Regions from separate parts of the Pan troglodytes genome. Here all the other regions are linked to region 3. A link is a contact called in public HiChIP or PLAC-seq data. All regions are on one chromosome and are shown on one strand. Each heading gives the region's core, a stretch centred on a gene start, on an enhancer-like site or on the middle of the called end of the contact. The rest is flanking DNA. Distances are from core to core; before and after follow the strand shown.

The links. HiChIP or PLAC-seq counts read pairs in DNA pulled down with a chosen protein or histone mark.
Region 1: a contact with region 3 is called in an H3K4me3 HiChIP or PLAC-seq map of stem cell-derived excitatory neurons, with 4 times the contacts expected there. The contact joins the promoter of ARID2 here to the promoter of SCAF11 in region 3. A contact is called at or near these places in 1 of 7 Hi-C or Micro-C datasets (stem cell-derived neural progenitor cells) and 1 of 1 datasets of contacts at active chromatin or transcription factors (stem cell-derived excitatory neurons).
Region 2: a contact with region 3 is called in an H3K4me3 HiChIP or PLAC-seq map of stem cell-derived excitatory neurons, with 5 times the contacts expected there. The contact joins the promoter of SLC38A1 here to the promoter of SCAF11 in region 3. A contact is called at or near these places in 1 of 7 Hi-C or Micro-C datasets (stem cell-derived neural progenitor cells) and 1 of 1 datasets of contacts at active chromatin or transcription factors (stem cell-derived excitatory neurons).

Annotation. Positions count from the first base shown.
Region 1 is chr10:50,120,993-50,124,097 of NHGRI_mPanTro3-v2.0_pri, reverse strand. It overlaps ARID2 (AT-rich interaction domain 2), which reads left to right and starts at 1,323. Exons shown (of 22, transcript XM_063786745.1): 1 at 1,323-2,171; 2 at 2,287-2,380. The coding sequence starts at 2,080.
Region 2 is chr10:49,579,179-49,582,194 of NHGRI_mPanTro3-v2.0_pri, reverse strand. SLC38A1 (solute carrier family 38 member 1) reads right to left here and starts at 1,404. Exons shown (of 18, transcript XM_063785718.1): 1 at 1,320-1,404; 2 at 205-470. LOC134807478 (a long non-coding RNA gene) reads left to right here and starts at 364. Exons shown (of 3, transcript XR_010148036.1): 1 at 364-498.
Region 3 is chr10:49,851,331-49,854,401 of NHGRI_mPanTro3-v2.0_pri, reverse strand. It overlaps SCAF11 (SR-related CTD associated factor 11), which reads right to left and starts at 1,420. Exons shown (of 15, transcript XM_016923575.4): 1 at 920-1,420.

The DNA of each region.
Region 1 (3,105 bases), core at 74-2,573, 270 kb before region 3:
GGTCTTCCTCGCAGCAGCCTCACCCCTAGTCTCCCGCGGCCGCCGAGCTTCTCCACCTCCCCGGGCCGGGTCTCCGCCCCTCACAGGCTTCCGAGACACTCACTGGCCCTGGGTTGTCAGGAACTTCCTAGCCACAACCTTATTCCGACCCCACTTAAGAGACAAACTTTAGTTGGGAAATAAGTCCGTTTCCTAGAGTGAGCACCGGAAGCACGCTGCACTATATTACATAATTTTTCACCTCCAAAGCAATGTTCCCATTGGAACGACTACCTGAAATAACCCATCCAGACCCCTACTACCCTGTGACCTTGGGTTAGGCAGTGACTTTGCCCGTGGTGGCCGTCACTAAAATGGGAATAATAATACGTTTCACGTACTGTAATCTTAATTAACATTTGTAGCAAAGAGCCGGCTCCAACACCCCTCGTAAATGCAAATTTAGGTGGTAGTATTTGTTGAGATGTTTTGACTCATTTAAGCAAAGAGTTTTTTTAACCTTCAAAATATTTTAAACGAGGATTACATTTAAGACATTTGAAAGCAAAGAAAAACGTTTTATTCGATATTTATTTTAAACGCAGCAATCTTGAAGAGACCTTACTATAAAAATGTAACGTTAATTATTATTGTCGAAGTTCGATAGATTGCTTCCCAACCAGTTTAGTTAGTTTGCATAACTTTGCTCATAGAATACTCCAGTTTGATATGTGAAGCCAACCAGCGGCAAGATGAATTAAGAGCATTACTCTATTTCCACAGAACTAGGACAGACAGTTCACATTGTATTTATCGTATAGTTTGCTAAAGTTAGCGTGTGGATAATTCATAGAAAATGTGCTAACCAGGCCCCAAAATACTAGCATACGGCTCATAAAAGCCGATTCCTTTAGATTTTACAAAAACAGAAGGTAACAAATTGACTTTATTCCGATCTGTGAATGTTGCGTAGCGTGAGGAGCTACCCCGGTGAGCTTCCTTTCCCTTCAGAGCGCCACACCGGTTCTGTCGGGCGGGCGGGGACTCCGAGGCGGCCCTTCCAACAGCCGGGCCGGGGACGCGAACATCGCCTCCACCCCTAACCCTGGAACAACCGGTAGTGGCCGTTTCCCCGCACCGCCCCCCTTTCCGCCGGCTTTGTGTGCGTGTGAAATGTGCGGCACATTGCAGACGAACCCTAAGCCCGGCGAGTCGAGTCTATTGTTCCCCGCGAGGATCTGCCGGGGCGGTGTGGAGCCAGGCGCAGTGCCGCGGCCAGCCCTCGGGGGTCGCTGTGTGACACTGGCTGCCAGGCCGTGGCGGCGGCAGAGAGGGAGGCTGGCGGGGAGGGAAGCAGGCGGGCGGCGCGCAGCGGCTCAGCTGCCGCTGGTGCTTCTGCCCGGGGACGCCCTGGCCTCCGCGGCCGAGGCCGCGCGTGAATGTGTGCGAGGGCCCCGCGGAGCCGGGGCCGAAATACACGCTGTCACCGCGCTTTCCACAAACCACCACACAGACCTCCCCCTCCCCACCCCCAGCCCCGCCTGCCCTAGCCCCGCCGCCGCCGCCGCCGCCGCCGAAACTCTTGGGCCTCTGGCCGCCCAGACCCCTCACCATCGGCTCGCCTTGCCCATCGCCCGCTCGCGCGCCCCCGGCAGCAGCACCATGTTGAATCGCGTCCCCGGGCTGAGCTGCCTCAGCCGGCGGCGCTGAGAGGCGGGCGAGAGCCGGGCCACGGGGAGGGAGGGAAGGAAGGGGTGGGGGCCGCGCTCGCCCCGCGGCTTCGCGCGGATCCGGCAGTCGCCTGCCCTTCTAGTTTCGCTCCGATTTCTTTAAACTTTTTTAGAAATTCCCCTCCCTCCTTCCCTCCTCTCCCCCTGGCCTCCTGCTCCCTCCTTCCCCTCCTCCTCCTCCTCCCCCTCCCTCCCTCCCTCCCTGCGCCGCCGCCGCCGCCGCCGCCGCCGCCGCCACCGCCGGCCCATGACTGAGCCCCGCCGCCGCCGGCCGAGGAATGGGCTCCGGGCTCTGGTAGGAAGCGCTGGGAGCGGGGGGCGCTTTTAAAACACCGATCTGGGTTTTTTAAAAACCTCCTTTGAAAAAATAATGGCAAACTCGACGGGGAAGGCGCCTCCGGACGAGCGGAGAAAGGGACTCGCTTTCCTGGACGAGCTGCGGCAGTTCCACCACAGCAGAGGGTGAGAGCAGAACCGGGGGGGCAGCGCCGGGGCGAGCCGGGGCGAACGGGGCTCTCCCGCCCGGGCCGGGCACGGGGTCCCGGCTGACAAGTGCGGGGCTTTCTCTCTCCCGCAGGTCGCCTTTTAAAAAAATCCCTGCGGTGGGTGGGAAGGAGCTGGATCTTCACGGTCTCTACACCAGAGTCACTACTTTAGGCGGATTCGCGAAGGTGAGTGGAAGTTTTAATTTGTATTTCCCTCTCGCTGGCCTCCTCCAAAAAGTCTCCTTTGACCCCGGAGTGGGCGCTTGGGGCTGGGGGGGTGGCCCGCGGGGGCAAAAGGCGTTCTTTTCGCTCCCAGCCGGTGGCACGGAGGCGGACGGCGGCGGGGCTGTTTTTGGCCTGGTGGCTCGCGTGCGCGCGGCGGGCGCGGGGCTCCGGCGGGCGGGCGGCCCGGCGCCGGCTCGCGCCCTGCCCGGTGCCCGGTCGGGCCGGCGGGGTCTGAGCGCCGCGGCGGGGAGTGCGGGCGTGCGGGGCGCCAGCCTGAGCCCCGCGCCCGCCCCGCTCCCGCGCCGCCCGCCCGCTCGCTCGCGAGTCAGCTCTGCCGCCGCTGCCGCTCTAGCACAGGCGGAGACACAGAGACACACAGACTCTGAGAGCAGTTTTCGTGCAACTCAAAATTAGCGCGGGCAGGTTTAACATCGATAATCGGCTGCGAAATGATCCCGGCAGCCGGGGGCACAGCCTCGGCCCCGTCGCCCTCGGTTTATACAGCTAACAAAAGAAACCAGGACCTGTCTCCAAATAGCCATCTTAGGCTTCAAGGCTAGGCAGAAGCTGTAGGCCTCAAAGAAGGGCCTATGGAGATGGATAGATCTGGGAGAGGGATCGGAATCGGCCCCAGCCCCGGCCCCCCCACCAACCCGCGGACGTCGCTGTCCGGAACTGTATTGATC
Region 2 (3,016 bases), core at 155-2,654, 270 kb after region 3:
TGAGGGCTGGGCAGGGAGCTTGGCGTGGCCTGGCGGATTTCCGAGGAAGGTGAAGGGCGGAGGCTCCTGGCGACCTTCAGGCGGAGTGGCGTGGCTGCCCCAGTCCGCGCTCGCCTAGCTCTCCTCCTTTCCGGGCCGATTGCATCAGAATCTCCCCTCACCACCAACCCCCACTCACACTCTGCTCGCCGGCCTCGCACTTACATCGACATGCACCGGCGCTGAGGGTCACGAATCGGAGTCATTCTCCTACTGGGGGACGCGTGGCCCTTCCGCAACCATGGCTTGTGATGGTTTAACGCGGACAGGCCATTCCTCCCCGTCCCGCGCGCGGTCTCCTCCCCTCCTGTGCGCCCGCTCTTTAACCAAAGCTGCGTGTCAGTGAGCCGTGCCGGTCACATGGTGTCACTGCTGGTGGCCGCGCCTTGCTGCCTCCCTCTTGCAGCTCTCTGACGATGCAGCGACCGCGGCTGGCGGAGATTGAGCAACGGGGAAAGGGTGAGGGAGGGGTTGCGGGGCGCGCGTGTGCCCGGCGCACTGAAGCTGGCACCGGGAGCAGAGGCTGCGCGCCGCCCTGGCACCTGCCCCTCTCCCTCCCGGGGCCCGGCGGCGTGTTCGGAACCCAGCTGCGGCTGCAGCTGGAGAATGAGAGCCCTTAGGGATGGGGGTGGGGCGGCTAAAGGGGCACCGGCGGAGGACAGGAGGGCTGTGCGTTCCGCTGGGGCCTGCATTTTGGGTACGCCAGAGCCCCGCCGGGGCCGAAGGAGCGAGGGAGTTGCATTGTGGGAAGGGCGCAGCATGAGGATGGCCGCGGGAGTGGCAGGTCCGAGCGCAGCCCGGAGAGCCGCGGGCAGCGCCTGGGACTACGGGCAGCGTTGGAGCGGAGGGCTGGCCCTGGGCACAGCCTGCAGATGGCCCGGGTTGGCGGGAAGGGGACCGAAGTGGCAGGGGCGGCGGGGAGCTCGGGCACCTTTAGAAACCCTTTGTCCCTAACCTGAAGCGGGAGGCACCTCCCCTCTTCCGGATCCAGCACCCGCAGACCTGGTCAGCCCTTCCTGAGATCTGCCCTGTGGAGCTCTGCTTTGGGGACTGGGTGTGAGGTGAACCAGAAGGATTTGCTGAGCGCCGAGAAAGCACCGGCCTAGGCGCAAAGAGGCGGGGGCCAGCTCTTGGAGGGCCTGGAGACCCCACGTGGTCCCGACTGAAGGACCTGGTGCGTCCAGGTTAACGGAGCTGGGGCGCTCCAAGTCCGGGGGACGAGGGAGCGGCATGGAGGGGAGCAGGGGCAACTGGGCCTGGTTCCCTTTTTTCCCGCTTACTCTTTGTTTCAGACACAGCCCCCTTTCACTGGCTGGGCACTTGCTTGCAGAGGAGTTGTGTCTTAAAATGGCGACAGGAAATCCCACCTGCGCCTCAGCCAATTAGACTGTCATAGCGCGAATTTGCAGGGTGGAAACGCGAGCTTTTTATTGATAGGGAAGGTTCAGTCTCCTGTTCATGGTTCATCAAAACAGGAAAGGGAAGGTGAATCATAATTCAAAAATTAACTACCTGGAGCGTTTCAAGTAGACAGTAGTCATTGTATTTGGGTGAATTTTGCTTTTTCATCACCACTGGAAAAGCAAGATGATAACCAAATTTGAAACTCATCACGGACTAAACTTCTTATTCCCTTCGAATGGCAGTAAATGGCCTTTATTAGTTCAACAGTGGCTTCCTGAGAATCCTATTTAGAAGGCATGCTCTTGAGAAATACTGAAAAACAGAAAGTTCAGAGCAAACAAAAAGGGCAAACACATGGGCAGCCTAGCTCAGACAGACCTGCATTCAATTTCTTCCTCTGACACTTACTGCTTCCCTCATCTGCTTTACTTTTGTCCTAATCCTGTTTTCTAAATTTGTGAAAAAGGGGAGAAGAGTACACACAACATAGCAATAGTCTATAGGTCATCAAAAAGTTGGTTCTTTCTATCTTACTAGAGGAAGCTAATTTATTGTGAAATTAATGATTTTAAGTAGTGTGCACCTTGCCTGGCACAAATAATTCTTATCAATAAGGTAAGAAATCTGAATAGGTAAAGTAGATGAACTGTGAGCCATAGCTTAATAGGCCTGTTGGAATATTTACCTTATTAAAGGCAGAATGTGTATTCATCGCTGTTTGGAGATTATCTGAACCAAGCTTGTCTTTTGGTTCCAATTTTAACTTACTTGCTAGTTTCTGTATATCAAAACGACTGCAGTTATTTAGCACTTTTTGAATTGGAATCAATAGTTATGAACTGAGCTCCTATGATATGGCAGCTATTGTGCTAAGGACTTTACATGTAAATATCTCATTTAAAGCTTTCAATCCCTCAGTTGGGTATTATCCTCTTTAAGAAGATAGGTACAAAGTTGAATTGGCCATGTTCACCCAAGACAGTAATTAGTGAAGGGGAAGCGATTCCCTTTCAGGTCTGAATTCAAAATCCGTGCTCAGTCTTCACAGTGGTGCTACAACCATTTGCAATCAGACATTCTTGGGCCTAGAGTTAGAAGGATCTTCACCCCTTCTCTGGATTTTAGTTGACAACCTAGAACCAGAGTAAACATCAACATGGAGGCTGCTGTTTTCTCAAATTGAGGCCAGGGATGTCTAGATGATTCCTCTATTCACTGTGTGCTTACTGAGAGACAAACAGCAGGTTAAACACTTCACAGATGGTCTCTCGTTTAATTCTCATGACATTCCTGATAGGGCAGCCTATCCTAATCCCTGACTCAAAGGTTAGGGAATTTATCCCAAGTCCACACAGCCCTAAGTGGCACATCCAAATCTTGCATCCAGAGCTGACTGGTCAGCCAGTTTTCTGTGGCTGGATCTAAAATGTTCCCTGATTCTGGAATAACCATCTTTGGAGGGTTAGTGGGTGGAAGGGGTCTCGGGCCACTCTGTCTCTGAATAGGAACCACTGCCCTATTTCAGTAGAGTCCAGGGAGTTAGTTTTCTCAGTAATAGGGTTGTGAGGTCCAA
Region 3 (3,071 bases), core at 171-2,670:
CAACAGTCAGCTGGTAGACACTGTATGTAATACAATACGGAAATATATTGGAAGTATTTCAAAATTCAACATTTGAATCCGTGAATGTCTAAATCAAGTACTCCAAATCAGGCGTCTACTTTTGAAACAATACTTCAAAATACGTGTTGGTGGCAAGACCGCCGGCCATCTGTAGGAAATCTTTTTAATGGTTCAAAATTCCTAGGTCTGAGAAGGGGCGACTGATTAGGTTAAATTTATATCTCCCGGCCCCGTAGTTGTCAACCCAGGTAGCGAATTTAAAACACTGGGGGTGGATGAGTAGTTTGAAGTTCAGATCAAGGAGTAAAAAAGGCTGATGCTTAGAAGCGCCGGCTCTTCCCCATTCGCGCACTCGAGAGGTCACGGCGTAGTAAAGTTTGGTTTCACTAACGGGCTTGGACGCTCGCGACCAAAGTCTCCCAAGAAAAGCCGACACCGCGGTCGGGAGCGCCCGGAAGCTCAGCAGGACACGTTTCCACTGCAGGGTGGAGGGTGTCTGTGGCGGTTCTGGCGTGGAGCCCCTTCCCCCCCCGTAGGACCCTGCACCCAGACGGGGACAGGCTTCGCCAGCTAAGGCGGCGGGAGGCGCGTAGGCCACAAGGAGGAAATGGGACGGAGTGCGACAGAGAGGCGGCGGCGGCCCAGGGCCGGGCCGAGCCTCCCTCGCGGGGCAGCGAGAGGGAAAGGGGCCCTCCCGGCCGCAGCCTCCCCCACTTCGAGAGGCAGCTCCAACTTTCCTCCCAGCGCACGACGTCGCACGGGCCGCGCGAGATTCCGAAACTTTGTCAGCCCTCGCGTCGCCCTAGGCCCGCTCCAGCGCTCTGCGCCGGCCGCTAACCCTCGTCTCGCCCACACAGCTGCCCAAGCCCATCCACCCCGCGGGTCGACCAGTGTTTACCTCAGACCGAGGTCGAGGCGCTCGGTCCGGCCGCGGCCCGACAGCAGGTTCCCAGGTCCCAGTCACTCCGCTGCCAAGTTCCCCAACATGGACTCCTTCGTCCGCTTTGTGGTGTTACAGGGTCTCTGGGACACTGACTCCGCTGGCTCGGTCCGGAGGCGGCGGCGAAGCAGGGAGCGACCCAGGTTGCGCTGCTCCGCGCGGCTTGCGCCACCGCTACTCCCCCTTCCCCCGCCTTGTCTAGCCTCCTCCCTCCCCTCCCCTCCCTGCGCGTCTCCCTCCTCCTCCCTTCCCTCGCTCGCTCTGCTCACTGTCGGCGCGCTAAGGTGACGACGGCGGCAGCCGGACTCGCCACATTCTGCCTACTCGCTCGCTCTGGCCCTGAGTGCATGTTCGTAGTACCCAGTTGGGCCGCAGGGGGGCGCCGGCAAACTGCTGTTTGAGACCGAGAAGCGTGGTGGGTGGAGTCACGTCACGCGGCCTGTGAGCGGGAGGAAGGGCAGCTGCGCTGGAGGGGCCTTCTGGGAAACGTCCTTCCAGCACCGCCCTTCCAGCACCGCCCTTCGCCCACACTGCGGATGGTGCGCATGCGCAGCGCGTGGACTTTGGCCTCTGCCCTCCTTTGGCAGTTTTACAGGCTGCGTCGCGGAGGACAATGAAAGAGGCTTTAAGGGGACTGGACAGGAAGGATTTTGCGCAGGGTGTGCTCCTCTATCTTTATGGTAATCTGATATTGAAAAGAGTGTCCGTATGTTTGCGGTGGATTGAGTGTTCACCTGGCTGCGCTGCCCACCTGAAATGCAGCCTGTGGAGTGAAGAGTCGGCAGTTTGGAAGCCCACCTTTCCTCCTTTCTGGTGGGCATTTTTTTAGATGCCAGGGGGAGAGCTTTCCCGCCTGACTCCCCGAGCCTAGGGGCTTTCCCATGTCTTAACCCCACATCACAAAATTAAATTTGGGCCAGGTGCGCGGTGGCTCACGCCGGTAATCCCAGCGCTTTGGGAGGCCGAGGCTGGCGGATCGCTTGAGCTCAGCAGTTCGAGACCAGCTTGAGCGACGTATTAAGATCTCGTTTCTACAAAAAATAAAATTAACCGGCCGTGGTGGCGCGCACCTGCGGTCCCAGCTCCTCGGGAAGCCGAGGTGGGAGAATCGCTTGAACCCGGGAGGCGGAGGTTGCAGTGAGCCGAGATCGTTCCACTGCACTCCAGCCTGGGCGACAGAGCGAGACCCTGTCTCAAACAACAACAAAAACTTTAGCATTATTTACTTAAAAGGCCTCCGCGTTGTGGTTAGATAGTGACGTGTGTGCCATCCTCCACTTTTTCCCCCGGCGGGTTGTTAAATGTTTTGTTTTACCTCGGAGGTATTTTGACTTTTTCAAAGTCACTGATTATTTAACCTCCTAGTTTCTCTTCTCGTCGACTGCAGCAAGCTTCCGGTTGCTCTGCCTGCCCTCAGTGTCCCCCATCTACCAGCTGACCTTCCAGTCCTCCCACCCACGCCCTTGTCCTGCTTGCGGCTCCCGCAGGACTAAGCTCTGCTCCCCGCGCGCGGCTCACCCAGTCGCTTTCAGCCGCGCGCTCACACGTTTTCCTGTCGCCTGCCCCCGTTCTGTCCGCGCGTGCTGCGCTCTCCAGCCACCCTGACGCCTGCCCGGGATGAGTTTCCTCCCCACTTTGCCGCGGCCCCGCCGACCGGCCGCTTCACTGCCGCCTTCCCGCATTCTCGCAGACTACGTTGCGGCGTCCCCTGCTCCCGCCCTGAGGACGTCGCTTTTCTGGCACTTTCATCCTATGCATTCTGTTGAGTCTGCTCACTGTCTCACACTGTGAGGATTGGGACAGTGTCTTATCACTTTCATAACAGCGTCTGGCACTTGCTGAAGGAACACATGAATGGCGGTCTTGTCGCTGTCAAAGTCTTTGGAGTTTTTCAGTGTACTGTTTTTGATATGGGGTTTGGGAATTTAGGTGGCTTTACTGTATTTGGGATATTTGAGGGGAAAATGAGCTAGAGGCGTTAAAATGCTTTCTTCTGATGGAACAACAAAATTCTTATGAAGGACCTTTCCCTGTCAAAATCAGAGCAAATAGTAAAGGATATATACTATTTGGATATAAAGAATGATTATAAAGGATGATTGTTAAGAGA